Regions from separate parts of the Sus scrofa genome. Here regions 2 and 3 are each linked to region 1. The links are chromatin contacts, called in public Hi-C maps. All regions are on one chromosome and are shown on one strand. The core of a region is the stretch at or near the end of the contact, and the rest is flanking DNA. Distances in the headings are between cores, read along the strand shown. Region 1 holds the start of RBFOX2 (RNA binding protein, fox-1 homolog (C. elegans) 2). Region 2 has its middle 200 kb from the start of RBFOX2. Region 3 has its middle 68 kb from the start of SYN3.

What was found. Hi-C and Micro-C count contacts between places; a contact is called where the count stands out from the background.
Region 2: a contact with region 1 is called in a Hi-C map of skeletal muscle, with 4 times the contacts expected there. A contact is called at or near these places in 6 of 47 Hi-C or Micro-C datasets (embryonic fibroblasts, fetal heart ventricle, mesenchymal stem cells and 2 more) and 1 of 2 datasets of targeted methods (skeletal muscle).
Region 3: a Hi-C map of skeletal muscle shows a contact between it and region 1, with 2.2 times the contacts expected there. A contact is called at or near these places in 11 of 47 Hi-C or Micro-C datasets (embryonic fibroblasts, epiblast stem cells, heart right ventricle and 4 more) and 1 of 2 datasets of targeted methods (skeletal muscle).

The regions. Positions count from the first base shown.
Region 1 is chr5:11,807,393-11,810,675 of Sscrofa11.1, forward strand. RBFOX2 (RNA binding protein, fox-1 homolog (C. elegans) 2) reads left to right here and starts at 1,758. Exons shown (of 13, transcript NM_001244837.1): 1 at 1,758-2,023. The coding sequence starts at 1,997.
Region 2 is chr5:11,603,107-11,606,389 of Sscrofa11.1, forward strand. No RefSeq gene overlaps it. Among named protein-coding and RNA genes, the nearest start is that of RBFOX2, 200 kb to the right of the region's middle.
Region 3 is chr5:11,947,905-11,951,187 of Sscrofa11.1, forward strand. No RefSeq gene overlaps it. Among named protein-coding and RNA genes, the nearest start is that of SYN3, 68 kb to the right of the region's middle.

The DNA.
Region 1 (3,283 bases), core at 508-3,007:
CACATGCAGAGAATGTAATATGTACTGTCTTCCAGATGATTTCTAAAAACTTTAATTAAGAATAAACCTAGTTCTGATTTATTTCTTTTAATGTTTTTTTTTTCTGGTGGTTAAAGATCCCATCCTTTTGTACATATTTCTTTACACATTATGGATTATACTAAAAGTACACAGATAGCTGTAAAATGCCCAGAATAGTGCCTGACATATTATAGGTTCACAGTACCCAGGTTCTCCAGGTTCTCCAGATCATTTGGTAGTTGCTGTATTCTTTTCAAAATTATTAAAATGACTATTAATTCGAATGGGAGCATGATGATGTTATATTGGCACTGGGCCAACCAACATTATTATACCACACACTAAAAGCCAAACAGTCCTCATTGAGACAGCAAAAAAATGATGTCTTCTCAGTGTGATTTGTGATTTTTAATTTTGATTTTTTTATGTGTTTACTTTTTAAATAGGCATCTTAATCTAGAATTAATTTCTTTGCTCTTTGGGTACTCTACTAGGGATTATAACATAATAAATATAGCATAACTAAGAAATGTAATAAAACCTTCAGGATTTTATTTCTTAGAATACTAAAAAAAAATGAGAGCATCTTTATGTTTGAGAAGAACATCATAAACTCATCAAACATTCCCATAGGTTACTTTGTTTGAATATTTAATAACAGAAAATAGGGAGATTATGATGCTTATATTCAGAGGTTAAAGACTTTTCCAAGATCACTTATAAAGGGGAGAATTAGGACTTTGACCAGGACTTTTGGACTGAATCATACCTTTGATGCTTTTTTTCATTACGACTTTTTACTAAGAGAACTTAGAAGAAACTCTTATATTCAGTGAACATTCTCCCAAACCTTCTGCATCTAATAAGCACTCTAGAGTAACGGTCAGTAGTTACAGTAATGGCACAAATGTCATGGTATATATGTCAGTGTCTGTAAGAAAGGGTTTATGTTTTTCAGTAGCAGCTGAGATGCAGAAGGCTGGGGAACACAAAGGGCACATTCTGAGTTAACTACAGTTTTTAATAAAGCTGGAAGCCTTGAGCAGTCCAATTTGTATCCACCTTAAGTTTCTTAAGCAATCACCTTTTTCAGATCCCCCTGATTTTTTTTTACAGTAGAAAAAATAAGCTCTTAAATTACCTCCCTTCTTTTTCAGTCCTTTGCAGCCATTAGACTGGTTTAGGACAAGCAGGTTCTTGCATATTTCCATTCCTTGAAAACCTTCCAGTCACGGAGCAGCTTTTCTCATCTTTTATTAAATCCACTGCATCTGTAGACTGTACATCAGTGGAAATGTTTTTTTAAAAATAATTTCTCTTTCATTTATTTATTATCAGATATTCTTAGATGGAATATTTTAAATCTGTATTAACTGTGGTAAGCTGCCGTGAATACTTCCTGTGTATATAATTAATGCCACCATCGCAGATACTCACTCCTTAAAATATGCCTGCACATGGCGCCTGCCCTTCCCTCTCTCCCCCTCCTTCCCTCCTCCTCCCTCTCTCCTCCCTCTCTCTCTCTCTCTCTCTCTCACTCACACACACACACACACACACACACACACACCACGCACGCACGCGCAAAGCACACACCAAACTGCCATTCTCCAGCAGGCCTGTTTCTGGAGTTGGGAGATGTCAGCCTGCGGGGAGGGGGCGGGGGGAGGAGGAAGAGGTGGGGCTCTACTCTGATTAATTACCTTCGGCATTCAGGGGTGGGGCTTCCTTCAGCCATCTGCCTGAGATATGGGAGGGAGCTGGAGAAAGGAGGAGGGGGAGAGACTGCCAGAGAGGAAGAGAAAAGAAAGGAAGAAACACTAGAAAGAAAAAGGAAGGAAAACGGGATAGAGGGAGAGCAACCGCCCACCCTTAAAGAGCTAGGCTGGGGGGGGAGGGGGGAGGAAGGAGAGCCGTGGAAGGTGTGCCCCAGCACGACTGCTCTGAAGTGTTCATCTTCTGTGCCATTCGGTTTATGGAGAAGAAGAAAATGGTAACTCAGGTAAGATTTGTGTTTCCTCCTGTGTTTCTTTTCTTGTTTCTGAGATCTAAATAAAGATATGGGGGTGGGGCATAGTCACCAGAGTTTTAATTTATTAACCTTTTAGAAAGGGACAGAATTATTGCTAGCAGCTGAAAAGTGTTCGTCTGTGCCTGTCGTGAGTCGTGTGTGTGTGTGTGTTGTGTCCGTATCCTTTTTTCTCCCCCCCTCCCCAGCTCCGTAGCAGATTCCTGTTTCCTGTGCTGTGCAGCTGGAGCTCAGTTAAGACCCTGTGGGGATTGGTCTACCTCTTTGTCTTGGTTCTGAGGAGAGGGAGGGAGGGAGGGACCACAGAGGTAGGGAGAGATTCTTGTAGACTGCCAAAAAGAGGGCAAGGGAGCTCACTTCCTTTTAAGAATTGCAGAAGAATTTGCGTTAGAGGGAAATCTCATTCCGGATTCACTTCGGGTTCTCGGGATTGGCTGTGGAATTGTAGTTCTGCTCCCTTTGCTTTAAATGGCTTATTAAAAATGAAGGCTGGAAAAATGTTTCATTTTCGTGTCTTTGTTACTGGCAGAGGATGTTTTCAGTGAGAGCCGTAGCATCCAGGTGCAGCAGAGCCCTCCCTGGCAGAAGAACAAGTCTGAATGTATAAATGACAGTCCACGGGCATTAAAAGACATCTGAAGGAGAGGGAGTAGGAAATGAAAGCGCGCTCTCTCTCTGTCTGTCTCTGCCTGTCTTTGGCTATGCCAGGCAATAGCTGCATTTTAGCAAGTCATTCCTGACAGATGGAAAGGTGAATATTCTTCCCTGATTTCCCCCGGCAGTGCTCTTTTTCTTCTTGGCAACCTTCTGTATGTCCCTTTATGCTTTTTTCTTTATATGTGGGTTGAGAGACTGATTTATCAATGAGGATTATTTGCATTGTGGCACATTCATGTCATTTAAGCTCAGACTTAGGATCAGTTTCACTCCAGGCTTTTATGCTCTGTAGGGAAATTTCATCACTGGACAGTGGTTTTCCTTTTAAGGAGGTTGCCTTTTTTTTTTTTTTTTTTTTTTTTTTTTTTTTTTTAATATTCTCTTGTCTCGTTTCTTAAGTCACCACCGGAGGGCGAGAGAGTCAGCTGGCTATCTGGGTAGAGCATCATTTTAGGAGCTGGAACCCTGTCCAGTTAAATGTTATATAATGCCCCGCAGTGCTGTTTGGAAGGAGGTAAGGCGTTAGGGAGATTTTCCCAATGTGACCTAGAGGAAAGGGAAGTTTCAAAGAATAAT
Region 2 (3,283 bases), core at 360-2,859, 200 kb before region 1:
TTGGGTTAGGAATAGTATTATAGAAAACGATTGTCTCCCTGTTCCTTTCTGGCACCCTGAAGTAGCTACAGGGTGTTTCAATGGTGTAACAGGTGTGGATCTACTTGGCCCATACACTTGGGAGTGCAAAAATGTCTCTTCCTTCCTTTTTCAATATCTGAGCTAAATTTCTTATCTCATTCCATTGGGGATTTTCCAGCTGTCCCCAGGATGGCAGCTAGCCATTGGAGGGGACGCCCCCTGAAGCATGTCCTAGGGAGGGGTGTGATCACCCATCCTCACAGGCCTCTACGTGGTCTTTGTTCACTGCATCATTCGGGATTCAACAGGGGAAACATGACCAGTAGGATATTGAGAGATGTATTGCAAGGAATTGATTTATGCAGTTGTGGGAGCTGGTAGGCATGCCCAGAATCTCTAGGGCAGGTTGTCAGGAAGGCAGGGACTCTCAAACATGAGCTGCAACTGCGGTCCATGGGTGGAATTTCTTCTTCAACGAAGCTTCAGTTCTGCTCTCAAAGCCTTCCCAGGAGTTCCCATTGTGGCTCAGCGGGTTAAGAACCTGACTAGTACCCATGAGGATTCGGGTTCCGTCCCTGGCCTCCCTCAGTGGGTTAAGGATCCTGTGTTGCTGCAAGCTGTGGCACAGGTCACAAACACGAGTGGATGTGGCAGTTGCTGTGGCTGTGGCCTAGGCCTCAGATGCAGCGCTGATTCCAACCCTAGCCTGGGAGCTTCCATATGCCACAGATATGGCCCTTCAAAGGAAAAGACGAAAAGTAAACTGATTGTAGATTAATCATTATCTATGAAATACTTCACACCAACACCTAGTGTTTGATCAACTGAGCCCATAGCCTCCCCTGAGACATAAATCGGACCACAACGGTCATCATTTCAACCTGTGTTCCTCCCGGCCAGCCTCCGGGGGGTGGGGGCCTCAGGCCAGAGGGCCTCCTCACAACCAGCTCCCGGTGAGGAAGAGCGGGCCTGCAGGGCCACCTCGCCTGGACTTGAACCCTGCTCTGCCCTCAGTAGCTGTGGGACATCGGGCAATCACTTAACCTCCCCAAGCCTGACTGTGAAATGGGGCTGATAGCAGTATCTGCCTCATACCGTTGCTGTGCGGATCAAAGGCGCAGGCATATGTGAAAAGTGCTTATAACAGTGGCCCACAGGGAACGGTCAGTAAATAGTCTCTCCTCCTGCTCCCTCCCCGTGCTGGATGCTGGAACTCTGGGGTCTCAGATCTCCAGCTTTCAGAGGGAGCTGTAGATTTCCCTGCCCTGAGCGCCTGGAGAAGGAGACAGTGAAGCACATGGGCCGCTCACCCTCAAACCCTTCCTGGCAGCATCCCCCCCCCCCCCCCGCCCGCGCCGCGCCCCATCCCACCTCGGAAGAAATAGGGGAAACGGATAGGAAACAACCTTTCGGATCCCTGGCCGCTTTACTATGGTTCAGAGGGTAACACAAAGGGAAGCCGTTTCCTCTCCCTCTCATTCAAAAGGTACCGTTTGGACGGGCTTTCCGGGGCTCCCGCGCCTCCTAAGCAGAGCGGAGCCCCAGCACCTCTTTACGCAGCGGGAGGGAGCCGGCAGCCGACGGCCTCTAGGGGGCGCTCCGCCCGCAGGCAGCGCGCGGGCCGCGACTCCAGCATGTGTCCGCACCCCTGCGCGTTCTTGGAAAATGCAAGGAAAACGCGGCGCTCCCAGTAATGAAATGGGTAGGGACCTCCAGAGCTTGCGATTCGGGGTAATACTGCGGTCGCGGTTTCATTTGCATGGACAGCCGAGGGGACGCCGGTCACGTGACCGTCTCGTTTCCTAGCCCGGCTGGGAGTTCTTTGGAGCCAGGCTTGTTCGACCTCTGCCCGCCTCACTTTAGTCCCAGAATAAAAAGGTCTTTAGATTGATCGTGCCTCTCTCCCTTTTTCCTGATGTAGCTTCTTTTGGCCTCTGCAGACCACTCTGTGATGTCTGACTGGAAGGCAGCCCTTGTGAGTCCCCAGGGTCTGATGTTTTCAAGGACTCTGTGGTTAAATCACCCGGGGATCACCAGGCCTTGCCTCTCCGTTAATGAGGCTTAATTTGAGCCGCAGTGACTGACACTGGCCAGGGCAGACTGGAGGGATAGCAGAAGATCGGGATAAAAAAACCAACACCTCTTAGGATTTTGTTAAAAATATTTTCCCCTTTACCAACTCCCCAGCCAGGGCTTTTGGACCAAACTGGTGTCCTCAGATTCCAGCTCTGCCTGGAAGGTCAACAGACAGCCCCTGGTCCCCTGACCCTATGGGCCTTTCAGTGAGTTCATCAGAAACTGCATGCACCTCGGGCCCCAAAGGCCCCCACCATGCATGAAGACAGGGAGGCTGGGGTCAGGGAAGGAGCCTAAGTTTTAGAAACAAGCAAACCTGAGACCAGGGCACCGATCTTGTTTCTGTTTATACACAGGACCCTGGTTAGTTCTTAAGTTCTGTGAGCCTTGGTTTTCCCAACTGTAAAATAAGCAGGTCTGGGGTAGCGGAAATCGGGTCTATTTTGGGGCACATTAAGCTTGATGCCCACTTGACCATCAGCCAAGACTAAAAAGAATACAGATGAAAGTGATGCTTGCTGAGGTAGGAATAATGGTAGGGCAGGGGTGGATAATCAGCACATCCTGACATTTCTACTTCTGGAATATTCCTTCTCCAAATCCTTTCCTCTCCCATCCCGGTTGCTACACTCATTATTCTCTCCTCATCACGTTTCATTCCCTGGCTGGAGTACCTGCCTGCAACCTGGTTCCACTTTCACCTGGCTTCCACATTGCTTCTAGAAGGATCTTTTGAGAACAAAATCTCTTCTCTTGTTCCAATTTGCTGCTGACTGCTCTTTGCTTGCATTAATCAAATGTTTCGTCCTTAGATTCTCTTTGCAATCTTTTTTTTTTTTTTTGTCTTTTTGTCTTTTTGTCTTTTTTAGGGCCGCACCCACGGCATATGGATGTTCCCAGGCTAGGGGTCCAATTGGAGCTGTAGCCGCCAGCCTACACCAGAGCCACAGCAATGCGGGATCTGAGCCACATCTTGGACCTGAATGGTTACTGTATTAGATATTAAAAGTGGAATTCCCTTGTGGCTCAGTGGGTTAAGGATCCAGTATTGTCACTGTAGTGCCTCAGGTCTTGCCATAAACACGGCCCAAAAAAGAGAAAGGAATGAAAAGTAAGAATATTTTAAATACTTTTATATTAATTTTAAAGAAAAGTAGAGGGAGTTCCCATCATGGTTCAGTGGAAA
Region 3 (3,283 bases), core at 202-2,701, 140 kb after region 1:
AAACATTTCAACTCAGATATTTGAAAAAAGGTGGCTTATTTATTACTGAGACCAATAGCCCGCATGTGCATGAAGTGTTTACTCAATCTTGTACCAGGCATAGCTTTAGGTATTTTACCTAGTTTAAATGTCACCCGAGGAGGTAGGTACTGTTACGAGTACCATGTAGCGGATGAAGAAACTGAGCCACAGAGAGGTTAAGTAACTTGCCTGAAGTCACCCAGCAAGCAAGCAATGAGACCAGAGTTCAAACTCAGTAGTCTGACTCCAGCATCTATCTCCGCCCCCTCTTTTTTAGGGCCACACCTGTGGCATATGGAAGTTCCTGGGCTAGCAGTCATATCAGAACAGCTGCCAGCCTATGCCACAGCCACAGCACGGCCAGATCCAAGCTGCATCCATGACCGACGCCACAGCTTTCAGCAATGCTGGATCCTTAACCCACTGAGCGAGGCCAGGTGGATACCAGTCGGATGCTTAACCCGCTGAGCCACAATGGGAACAGAATCTATTTCCTTGACGCCTGTGCTATATTACCTCTTGCTTGTAAGCCCCCTGCTCTGTGTGGGGGGGCAACTTAGATGAGCCAATTAATGGGATCGCAATATTTTCTCGTGCTTGTACCTCTGGTTACACACACACACACACACACACACACACACTTTGCCCTTACCGCTGTGCTTTCTCCTCTCCAGGATGGTACCCAGGTACAAGGGAGGAGAGAGGAGACAGGAGATGTGCCCCTGGATAGGACCAGCTGAAAAATATATTATTTAATAATTTTACAGGGAGTTCCCATCATGGTGCAGCAGAAATGAATTTGGCTAACATCCATGAGGATGCAGGTTTGATCCCTGGCGTCGCTCAGTGGGTTAAGGATCCAGCGTTGCCATGAGCTGTGGTGTAGGTCACAGACGCGCCTCGGCTCTAGCATTGCTGTGGCTGTGATGTAGGCGGGCGGCCACACCGCTGATTCGACCCCCAGCCTGGGAACCTCCATATGCCGAGGGTGCGGCCCTAAAAGACAAAAAACATTTTTTTCCGACCATTATGCAGTTTACAGCTACAACTGTGAATCTTGCTACATAGGCCGACCAAGCGAGTCTAGAAGCTGGTCTTGTTGGTGAGGCAGGCCTCTGTGAAGGAGAGACTGGCACGATGAAGGGAAAACCACTCCAGGCCAAGGTGGTCCGAGAGAGGCCGACCCGGGAGTGGGACCAAACTGCGCCCACCGGCTCCTACTACCAAAGTCAGAGACCCAGAGGTGCCGCCCCAACAGCCCAAGTGGTTCTGGGACAGGACGGAGCACCTGCTCTAACTCGGAGCTCCCCCAACCCTAAGACTCCCCAGAGAAGCAAACCCTGGCTGCCCCACGAGCCGGCACAACTGTTTGCCTTGGCTTCTCTGGGCTGGGCTATGGTGACTAATTTTAACTGACCCTGCTGATTCATCGGGGACGGCGGAGCACCCCTCCCCCACCCCACCCACCGCGCCCCAAGCCACAACCACAGGGCCTGCTGAAGCGCGGCCAAAATTCTTCAAGTTCAAAGTCATTCCCGATCCAAGCTCCAAGCCCACATTCCAACCACAACCATGACCAATCCCTTGCACAGAATTTCTGACCCGGCTAAACGGATCTTCTCAGGGTTTCCTGACTATTCACAAGCATTCCTGCTTCCCTCTCTCTCTGACCACCCTCCAGCTCTCTATTCAGATGTCGCCTTTTCTTTTTTCTTTTCTTTTTGGCTTCTTCCTTGGCATGCAGAAGTTCCTGGGCCAGGGATCATCAAACTGGCACCACAGCAGTGACCCGAGCTGCTGCAGTGACAAGGCTGGGTCCTTAACCCACTGCACCACAAGGGAACTCCCTGCCTTTCTCATCATCACAGAGGGTGCTAGCCCTCGCCCCTGCCCCTCTCCCCATCACCCAAGTATTTTATCAGTGGTCATAAATCTTACCTGGAGGAGGGTGATCCAAACAACTTTAACAAATCCAGAGCATCTCTGGATCTGGCAGGTATTACAGCATGACTTATAGGAATATTTCATTCCCAGTTCCTCTTCCTCATCTCTCCACTAAATTATAAACCATTTTATCACCTCGGGCCATGAGTGTGGCCGACACAATACTGTGTGTCCCCCAAGCCCACTTCACTTCCCCCAGGTCTATGGAGATTTCATTCCCGCCTCGTGGCGGTGACCTGGCTATGGGATATGGCTGGAAAGGATGAGTCTCCCTCTCAGATACAGTCTTCTGCTGTTTACTTGCTGGATATGGAGGGATCAGTGGTCTCTGAAGTCCTTGGAGATGGAGGCTGGGTCCCTGAATCACTGTGTGGAGCAGAGTCCTCCCCCCAACTTGTACTGGATAGTGAGGTGAAGGAGAACTAGACCCATGCAGCCACCATGAAGACCTAATAAGGGAGTGCCCATCATGGCTCAGCAGAAAGGAATCTGACTAGTTTCCTTGAGGACACGGGTTCAATCCCTGGCCTCACTTAGTAGGTTAAGGATATGGCATTGCCATGAGCTATGGTGTAGGTTCTAGACGTGGCTCAGATCTGGTGTTGCTGTGGCTATGGCATTGGCCAGGGGCTACAGCTCCAACTCCAACTCAACCCCTAGCCTGGACACATCGATATGCAGTGGTGTGGCCATAAAAAGACAAAAAAAAAAAAAAAAAAAAAAGATCTAGTAAGCCACCGAGAGTTGGGGGCTGTTTGTTACAGCAGCTAGTGCTGTAATATACAAATGTACCCATATTTGTGGTTCAGCCCTCACCCAGGCCTGGTGCATAAGAAGTCTTGAACATTTGTCTTCACTTCCCACCTGGCTTCTCTCCCATCCCATCCTCCATAGGCAGACCTGACCCTGTCACTCCCCTCTCCATAATCTCTCAGGGCCCCCATCACCCTTGGAAGACTCCTTCTCCAGCTCCTCTTCCCTTCCCAATCTTAAATGTTGGGGGTGTTCCTTGGGGTCCTTCTCTTCTCTGCTCCCCTCTGGGGCTCTCTGCTACTTCCACGACACTGACAGCTCAGCCCTGGCCCTCTGTTTGATGGGGCAAACTGAGCGCTTGGGACAAAGCTCCAAATGGCTAGATAAATCCAGGGTGTTCTGTGCTGCAGCTCCAGGAGGGGGTGGTTGTGAGGGCAAGGCATCTCTTAACGGGATCAGGGCATTAATTCTCAAGGAATAAGTCCAAGTCACGCTCAAGGAAAGAACAAGAATATCTCCTGTTTCCCAAAGGGTTTGTTTGTTTGCTTGCTTGCTTTTTAGGGCT